3 separate regions of the Zea mays genome follow, and all the other regions are linked to region 2. The links are chromatin contacts, called in public Hi-C maps. All regions are on one chromosome and are shown on one strand. The core of a region is the stretch at or near the end of the contact, and the rest is flanking DNA. Distances in the headings are between cores, read along the strand shown. Region 1 holds the start of LOC103647116. Region 2 holds the start of LOC100284627 (PP2A regulatory subunit TAP46). Region 3 holds the start of LOC100286265.

The links. Hi-C and Micro-C count contacts between places; a contact is called where the count stands out from the background.
Region 1: a contact with region 2 is called in a Hi-C map of tassel, with 3 times the contacts expected there. The contact joins the promoter of LOC103647116 here to the promoter of LOC100284627 in region 2. A contact is called at or near these places in 2 of 25 Hi-C or Micro-C datasets (ear and tassel).
Region 3: a contact with region 2 is called in a Hi-C map of tassel, with 4 times the contacts expected there. The contact joins the promoter of LOC100286265 here to the promoter of LOC100284627 in region 2. A contact is called at or near these places in 2 of 25 Hi-C or Micro-C datasets (ear and tassel).

The regions. Positions count from the first base shown.
Region 1 is chr2:151,665,703-151,668,583 of Zm-B73-REFERENCE-NAM-5.0, reverse strand. It overlaps LOC103647116, which reads left to right and starts at 1,422. Exons shown (of 13, transcript XM_008671667.3): 1 at 1,422-1,745; 2 at 1,832-1,929; 3 at 2,192-2,274; 4 at 2,361-2,487. The coding sequence starts at 1,507. LOC103647117 (cytochrome c-type biogenesis ccda-like chloroplastic protein 2) reads right to left here. Exons shown (of 13, transcript XM_035965363.1): 13 at 2,576-2,881. The coding sequence ends at 2,879. It overlaps LOC103647118 (E3 ubiquitin-protein ligase listerin), which reads left to right. Exons shown (of 15, transcript XM_008671676.3): 15 at 1-330. The coding sequence ends at 145.
Region 2 is chr2:151,395,175-151,398,263 of Zm-B73-REFERENCE-NAM-5.0, reverse strand. It overlaps LOC100284627 (PP2A regulatory subunit TAP46), which reads left to right and starts at 1,356. Exons shown (of 9, transcript NM_001157522.3): 1 at 1,356-1,702; 2 at 1,820-1,942; 3 at 2,195-2,281; 4 at 2,398-2,502; 5 at 2,702-2,863. The coding sequence starts at 1,550.
Region 3 is chr2:151,041,791-151,044,634 of Zm-B73-REFERENCE-NAM-5.0, reverse strand. LOC100286265 reads left to right here and starts at 1,437. Exons shown (of 1, transcript NM_001355684.1): 1 at 1,437-2,267. The coding sequence starts at 1,532. The coding sequence ends at 2,095.

The DNA of each region.
Region 1 (2,881 bases), core at 173-2,672, 270 kb before region 2:
TTACAGCATTCTCCACACCAGCAACCACAACCTGCCGCGGCTGGCGTGCAAGACGTGCAAGCACAAGTTCCACGGCGCCTGCCTCTACAAGTGGTTCTCCACGTCCAACAAATCGACTTGCCCGCTGTGCCAGACTCCGTTCTAGTCCTAGCTCTAGACACATGCTTGTTTGTTGGCACCACACCGTTCGATCCTTCGATGTAAATGGCGTGTGTACGCAGCGCAGTGTTCAGCGTTTTGGCTGTTAAATACTCTCGAAACAGGACGGGACCTGCAGAGACTGAGTTCAGAGGTCTTATAATCTACAATTACCGTGGATTCGCTAGATTATTTTTAGGTTAATTGAACATGAAAATGTCTAAATTCTTAACACTTAATGGTCTTATGAAAACAAACATAAAAAACTATATAAAATCAACTGAATCTACTAGTGCACGTCTATTTTCGTCAAAGACCGGAGCATGTTTTTTTTGGTGGTGGTGGTGGGCCGTGGGGTAGGAGTTACAAAGACGATAGGTTGATCCCGCATCTGTAAATAATTTCCAAATAAAAAAACTGGAAACGTAGCAAAAAAAAAAAGAAAAGAAAGAAGAACTGAAACCCCAAACACCACTAGCTAAAGCACAGTGTTCATGCATGGATTTCTAGGATTGACCTACACTATCACGCAAAATTTCCTTGGCATTCAACTACAAGCATGTTAGCGATTGAAACATGAAATCTTTCCTCTTAGCTTTGCTGCGAGTGCGACCAACTATAGAAAATGAATATATATATATATATATATATATATATATATATATATATATATATCAAATAAATCTGACTAAGTCATATTTGGGCTTGTAAACTATGGGGTGTTTGTTTAGAATTATAATATATCTAGATTATATAATAAAAAATTATAATCCCAAATAAAAAACCCTCTATATCAAATAAAAAACTATCAATTACGATATTATAGATTGTGTAGAAACTATTAACTTTTGGTGTAGACCATATCAGCATTTGAGGCCTTTGAAAATTCAGACTTTTAAAATTTAAAACCTAAGGATTTAAAGTGAACATTTGGATTCTAATAAACACAATCTCATATAAAAAACGTGCTAACATACAAATTTGTTTGAAAATTTTAAAAATTACCCGGAAACTACTGCTCAAGAAGTACCGCTGCTCGAAACCGTGGCAGGCTCCGGCCCGAGCGTGCGCGTGAAACTTACTCCTCCCAAACTAAAGGCTCAACAGGCCATCACATGGAGTCACAACCCAACTAGACGGATGGCCTATCAGCCCACCAACTCCTGGGGGATAGCGCGCGCGCCGCGCCGCGCCGCGCCGTCCTCGTAGCAGCCCAGGGCCCAGGCTGGCCAACGGTTGCCCACGGCCACACATCCGACACGTCCTCGCGGTAGCGGCGCGGCACTCGTTCTGCGGTCAGAGTCAGAACGGCCTAGGCGCTAGCGATAAGCCCCGCCCACCGCGCGCGCGCCGCGGCACCGTACCGGGATGGGCGCCATAGGCATCGTCGTCAGAGCGTGCGCGCCTCTCGCTCCCGCCGCCGCGGCCGCGCCGGCACCCTCCGGCTCCAGCTCCAGGGACGCCGCTCAGGCCCAGCGGTGGAGCAAGCCCACGAGGACCGGCCGCGTGCTCGTGCTCGGCGGCACTGGCCGTGTCGGAGGATCCACGGCCACCGCACTCTCCAAACTCCGCCCTGACCTCGGCATCCTCGTCGGTGGCAGAAACCGGTAGGACCGGCAGGAGAGTAGCCTTTTCTCTTCAGGCTGAACCGATGCTACTTACTGACAGGCGCTGGCCGATTTAGCTTTGACAGGGAGAAAGGCGAGTCCATTGCAGCCAAGCTTGGGGGCCAATCTGAGTTCGTCCAGGTCGACACCCGCAACGCAGGCATGTTGGAGGAAGCGCTGCAGGGTCAGTATCATACTAGCATTCGTGCTAATGCAATGCAAACATCATGCGTATTATGCTGACTACTGACTACTAGCTAGAGCAAGCTACAGTATGTTAATTGGTGGTACAGGACAGCTTCACATTACCAGCAAAGGCTCCAAACCCCAAACAACGCTTTGCTAGCTGACTCCTGATGCATTTCCCCTAAGCAGTGAAACAGATGTTAAATTTTGTTCCAGGAGAAGCTTAACATAAGTACCTGTAAAATTTTCACTTGCGCCAGGTGTGGATTTGGTTGTCCATACTGCTGGACCTTTCCAGAGGGCGGAGGAGTGCACCGTATTGCAGGCGGCGATATCTACTAAGGTAGGATAGAAGCATGGCATGCTTCCGGCTCGATTGATTTTTTTGTGGCAATTTTTTGGCACACTTTGAAACTTCATCCTGAACAGACACCATACATTGATGTCTGCGATGACACGGACTATTCTTGGAGAGCAAAGGGCTTCCATGAGCAAGCAAAAGCTGCCGGTGTTCCAGCTATTACTACTGCTGGCATCTATCCAGGAGTTAGCAATGGTAATTTGTGCATCATCTTTCTGTTAGACTTTAGAACTCAATTTTCCTTGAGTTTTCTTGTTCTTTTTAATGAACTCCGCAACTACATTTTTCTGACAATAATTTTGATAAATCATATGGCACTCCACAATAGTTTTCAAATGGATGCACATGATGCGAAGGTAAGCCAGCATCAAGAGTTGAAACGAGGAAATTTGTGTGAACACCAAATAAGTCTGTCATGTATAGTAAGACCAAAGTTAAAACACATAAAGAAATATAATCTAGCAAAGATAATGTCTATTGGCAAATGAAATACTCTGTCTGTACTTAAGTGAATAACAATGACATAGCAGAATAACTTCAGTTATTGTCTCTGGTGGTCTTGTGAGGAAATGCTTGGACTCTCTCATTA
Region 2 (3,089 bases), core at 107-2,606:
CTACGGTCACTTCGGCTCTGTCAACTGGAGGGCGCGCGTCAGGATAAAGGTGTCAGGCCACCTTTGCATTAAATGCCCCTGCGATTTGGTCGGTTGGCGTGGCGACTTGGCCAAGGTTGCTTCTTGGTGAAGACTGGGCCTCGGGCGAGCCGAAGGTGTGTCCGTTGCTGGAGGGGGTCCTCGGGCGAGACGTAGATCCTCCGGGGTCGGCTGCCCTTGCCCAAGGCTGGGCTCGGGCGAGGCGTGATCGCGTCCCTCGAATGGACCGATCCCTGACTTAGTCGCACCCATCAGGCCTTTGCAGCTTTGTGCTGATGGGGTTACCAGCTGAGATTTAGGAGTCTTGAGGGTACCCCTAATTATGGTCCCCGACACACGGCTTGTGGGTAAAGTTGTACCACCTCTGCAGAGTGTAAACCGATATATCAGCCGTGCTCACGGTTATGAGCAGCCTCGACTCCTCACATGATAATTGAACTTGAAGATGGAAATAAATCGAGATCCGATGACCTGCCAATGGTTTTGCTTAAGTGGTTTCACTTAAGTGTTTTTTATATACTCTTATACCTTTGTTTAATGGGAATTCTTGGGATTCACACTTATTAGTAAGACATGTGTTATTAATAAAATGTTGACCAACTAAAATGCTTACTGCTCAACCTTAGCCTCATCTTGTTACCTTGCATTAGTTTTTCCCCCACTTGCTGAGCCCCGACCATAAGTGAGCTCACCCTTGCTTAATTTTGATCAGAAGTTTGCAGATGAAGTTATGATGCTAAGCTCCATGGATGCTAGTCTAGTGATACCCCCGGTCATCTTCCTGTGGATGGATGTCCATGTTTCGCTGTACTTTGATGAATAAAGGTTAAGACATTATGTCTGTTCGAAGTGTAATATGTTAATATAATCTTTATTTACGCTTTTATGCATTGTTCTTTTGATATATTACACTTGTGACGTCAACATATGTGCGGAAATAGATCCTGGCACACATATAGTATGCACCCGGCTCTGCCCCTTTGGAAACGGGTGTGACACATGTTCATCAATTATTCTATAAATGATATGCATATAGTTTCGTTTTGCTAGAATATGGTAGCTCGTTTAGCTCGCGAGCTGGCTCGTTAACGAACCGAGCTGGCTCGTTAACGATCCGAGCTAGAATGTCAGGTCAGCTCGTGAAAAAATTCAAACGAGCCGATCCAAGCCGAGCTAACCATGAACCGAGCAAGCTAGCGAGCCACGAGTATTTCATCGAGACCTAGCCTAAACTAGCCTCATATATGTAGCAATGCGAGTACGTTGCAATTCGTGCGTTCCAGAGTGTTCTCTACATTTTTTAAAGGAACAGTACCCGCAGTGTAACAACTAACAAAGCTTCATTAATTTTTTTAATAAATCTTCCGAGGCGTCCAGCGTCCTCCCGGCGACGACGCTTCCCGAGCTCTCTCCTTCCCGCGACCCTCTCCTCTGCCCCGCTCCACTAGGGTTTTGCCGCAGACCTCTCGCTCGCTTCCGGTTCCGCGAGGCAACCGTCCGACCGGTCGGAATGGTGGATGTGGAGGAGACCGGGAACAAGTTGCAATCGCAGATGCGCCTCCACGCGGAGCCGGAGGACGACGCCGCCGACCTCCCCCTCCCGGCCCTCTTCGATAGGGCGTCGCGGCTCCACGCCCTGGCCTCCAGCTCCGCTCTCGACCAGGTGCCTCCCTCCTCTCTCTTCTGGGAACTGGGGTCGTCTCGCCCTTCTTCCGCTCACCCAGAGATTGAGATCGGGTGAGCGGTGCTTACGCGCTTGGTTTTTTTTTCCGCCGCGCAGGATGGGATCCGCACGGGGGTTGACCTGCTGCGGCGCTGCGACGACATGGTCAGCAAGCTCGGCCTCTTCTCCCCCAACGAGACCAAGGAGGACGTCTCCACAGCAAACCTCAAGTACCTACTGGTATGTCCGTCCCCCTCCCCCTTCAATCTGCTCTGCTCTCCGTACTAGTCCGTGAAACAGGTCGTGATGGTACTAGACGCCTGGTCAGTTTTATTCAGTTGTCAGGACAATTGGAAATCACGCCTGGTCACTTTTATTCAGTTGCGAGTACAATTGCAAATCACAACAGTGCTAGAAAACTTAAGACTTGTTCCAGTGGTTCACATGTTTGATTTTCTTCTGTACACCTCTGATATTTGTTTGCATTTGTAGGTCCCATATTACCTTGCAGAAATGACCGAAAAGATAGCACAGGAGGATCGGATCCCGGTTCTTAAGACGTCACAGGACCATCTGAAGGTTATCAATTTGCCCTGTCACATTGTTTCACTAGGTGTAGCTTTTTAATTCGTTCATAACGAGGGGTCTCTAGCATGGTACTCTGTCATCACGTTACCTCCTTTTTCACCCCACAGGAGTTCATTGCTCTATGTGAAGTACTAGAGCTTATCCCAGAGGATGAGCTAGAATTGTCTAGGCAGAAGCAGCCAGATACTATGACAAACAGAAGAGCGCAGAAGGTGAGACTGAATTACTTCCCATTTAATCTCTCAAGGTATTAATCAGTCAGTCAGTTTCTACTCTGTAATTGGAACACAGTAATATGGGACATGGTTCTCTTGTTGTGCTGAATCTATGACGCACAAGCTGATTTTACTTGTAAGATGTTTAAGGTGGGTCGGTTTTCTGTAGTTCACTATTTATTGTTTATTTTTCAAGGTTGCCCGGTTCAAACGTCAAAAGGCTGCAGAAACGAAGCTCCAAGAGATCAGAGAGAGAAAAGAAAGGCGTGGACGCTCATTGAGAGCAGCTGCTTTGTCTGCCCCAATTGAAGCTGGAGAGGAAGATGACCTGGAGAATGATGGGGAGGAAGAAAGAGAGGTTAGCATCCCGAATCTGGAAGCTGTTTTCATGATATGTTAGATTTTTAAATTTCAGCATATTCCAAATTAGATTATTAGAATGATCCATATACGCATACCATAAGTATGCCCTTTCTTTTCTCGAAGGGAGGGATTTTTTTCCAAATTAAAATGAGCTTGTGATATTCTAGAAGATAGAGCTTTTCCATTTTCTGTTGGTATTTTAATTTATTTAGTCTATGCTT
Region 3 (2,844 bases), core at 188-2,687, 350 kb after region 2:
GAAACACACACAATCGATCCAATCAAACCAATTTACTATACTTATCTTATTTGACTTGTTCTTTGCATGCATTAGGAGTAGGAGTAATCTAGCCCTAGTATTAGTCTTACTCGATATATTTCATCTCTCTTCGGCTCGATGTCATCTAGAGGTGTCTAGGGTGGCCTGTCGACATCAAGACAACACTAAGATCTCTCCTCCTCGACAGAATACCTCATAGGAGGCGAGATGCTGCGAAGAAGACCCTATGCTATCATAGATGGTCCGAAAGCGCGCTAGGAGGAGCCGCTGCCGCAGCAATGTCACGAGCCGTCAAACAAACACTGAACCCTTTTATGCCCAACGACTATCAACTATGAGGTTAGCTAGCAAGGCTTCCCTTACTCGTGCAGTGGGTGGGCAAGCGCTGCTGTCTGCTACCGGAATCGATCACCACACACGGCGCACGCAATGCAAGCTGCAACTGCACGGCCGGCTTTTCCCTTGTGCTGTTTCCATGCATCTCCATCCAAAAGAAGGAAGGAAGCACGTACAGGGACGAGGAGTGTGGCAAGTGCAGCCGAAATTCCTGATGAGTTTCCCATCCGATCCATCCAACGTGTATAGTACGAGGTACGACTCTCTGGCTCCATCGCTCATCTCTCATCAATGGCCGTCACGCTACCTCTCACTGTCATCAGGTTAGTTTCCTGGCACTTCACGAAACGCAGCCGGAAGTTTCGTGGAACCTTCGTCGTCCAACGTCGTCCCTCCGTGTGTACTGGTATGCCGTACACCGTAGTATATGTATACGGCGGCACCGAAACGTACGTATATACCCGGTGAAAATGCAACACGTACGTATGTTTCTCTGTGTTGCTGGCGTTCTGATTGTTTGAGCACTCGTGCAAAATAAATGATCGTTTTGTTTAAAATTTAGTAAAACCATAATATTAAGAACTTTGATCTAGACCAAAGTTTTCCCTTGTCATGCGTGCGAAACTTTGGTATTGCAAAACTGTGGTATCGAAATATTTTAGTTGTGCTTTACCATTCAAATAATATATAGTATTGTAAAATTACGGTATTAAAAAGCTTTGCTCCCGAACAGGCTCGAGACTGAATGCACGCCCAAGCGTTAGCAGGAGCGGCGGTGCTGCATGATGCAGTGGTATGTAAAGGATCGCCGTCGTTGGCACCATGCAGAAGACGACGACGGACTGACGAAGAGGAGGAAGAATTGAGGGTGGGAGCCTTGGAGACGGAGACGAGCGAGAGAATCGCATCGCTTGTCTGGGTCGGGGTGGGTTTTCGGTGAGGCCAGTCTGCAGGTAGGCCCCGCCCCGGTCGTTAGTTTCCCGCGCCGGCCGGGGCGCGAAAGAACGAAGCTTCGCGGAAGCTCCCTCCCCTACCCCTCGCCACCCCTCTATAACTCCGAGCCTCGTCTTCTCTTCTCCACCCCTCATCTTCCTCTCCTTCCCTCCCAACCTCGGTCACCAGTCCATCGATCCTCGAATCGCTCGCCTGCACTGCACTGCAAGGTACATACGCCATGAAGCTGAGCATGCCTTTCTTCGGCTCGTCTTCCTCCTCCTCCGGCAAGAAGAGGAAGGGGTCAAAGACCGGCGGCTCCTCTTCCTTCGTCTCCACCGCGTCGTCGTCCTCGTCCGACGAGTGCGCATCGCCGTCAGCCGTCACGACGACGCCACGCACCGTCCTCCAATCCCAGCCGTCCGCCCCCAACCCGAAGCCTCCGGCGGTAGTAGCCGCCGCCGTGACGCGGGAGGACCTGGAGGTGGCGCTGCGCCGGGTGGTCCGCAGCGAGGACGAGCTGGCCGCGGTGCTGGCCGAGGCGGAGGCCGCCGGGCTCGCGCCCGAGCAGGCCGCGTCCGCGGAGGCGGAGGACGAGGCCGAGCTCCGCGACGCGTTCGCGGTGTTCGACGCGGACGGCGACGGCAGGATCTCCGCGGAGGAGCTCCGCGCCGTGCTCGCCGCGCTCGGCGACGCCGCCTGCTCCGTCGAGGACTGCCGCCGCATGATCGGCCGCGTCGACGGCGATGGCGACGGCTTCGTCTGCTTCCACGACTTCTCGCGCATGATGATGCAGGGGGCGTGATTCTGGCGTCGTCGTGCCTGGCTGGGTTGTGTCGGTCTCCGCGTGTTTCTTCTGTTGCAAAATCTCTCTACCTGTATGTGGACCTGTTTTTTCGGTGTCATCTACTCGTATCATCTCCGTCGTGCGAGATGAATGAACCCAAAAGAGATCTATATATTTTCATCTTTTCCAATCATGGATTTTGTTCTTCTTTTCAAATCAGAGATTGGTTGATGTCCAACAAATTTGTTTTTTTTCCACAAAACGCTCGCATACGTCGTACAAACACGTGTAGACGTGTGCGACAGTTCTCTTATAAATTTTAAAGGATCTTACAAATATACTCTAAAGTCAAACGTAAGTATGCTGTTCCATCACCCGCCCCCACTCGTCAGCATCCAGGGTTCCTCTGCCTTGACGAAGAGCCCTTGACGAAGAGCGGTGGTCGGGTTTCCGAGAACTCCAGATAGGTAGTATCTCGTGGTCCTGCCTTGACGAAGAGCGGTCGTGGTCCTGCCTTGACGAAGAGCGGTGGTCGGTTTTCGAGAACTCCAGATAGGTAGTATCTCGTGGTCCTTGAGAGGGAACTCTTCCTCCATATTGTTGAAATTGGTTGTGCGCAAAACTCTTCCTCCGTGTTGTTGAAATTGGTTGCCCGCCATTTCGCGCAGAAAGCGCGTGTTGTCGGCGGTGGTGTTGACTAAGGCAGCGATAGCTTTGACCAAGGTAGGAGGTACGGGTGACGGATTGGGAGTGTCCTTCCCGCCGCG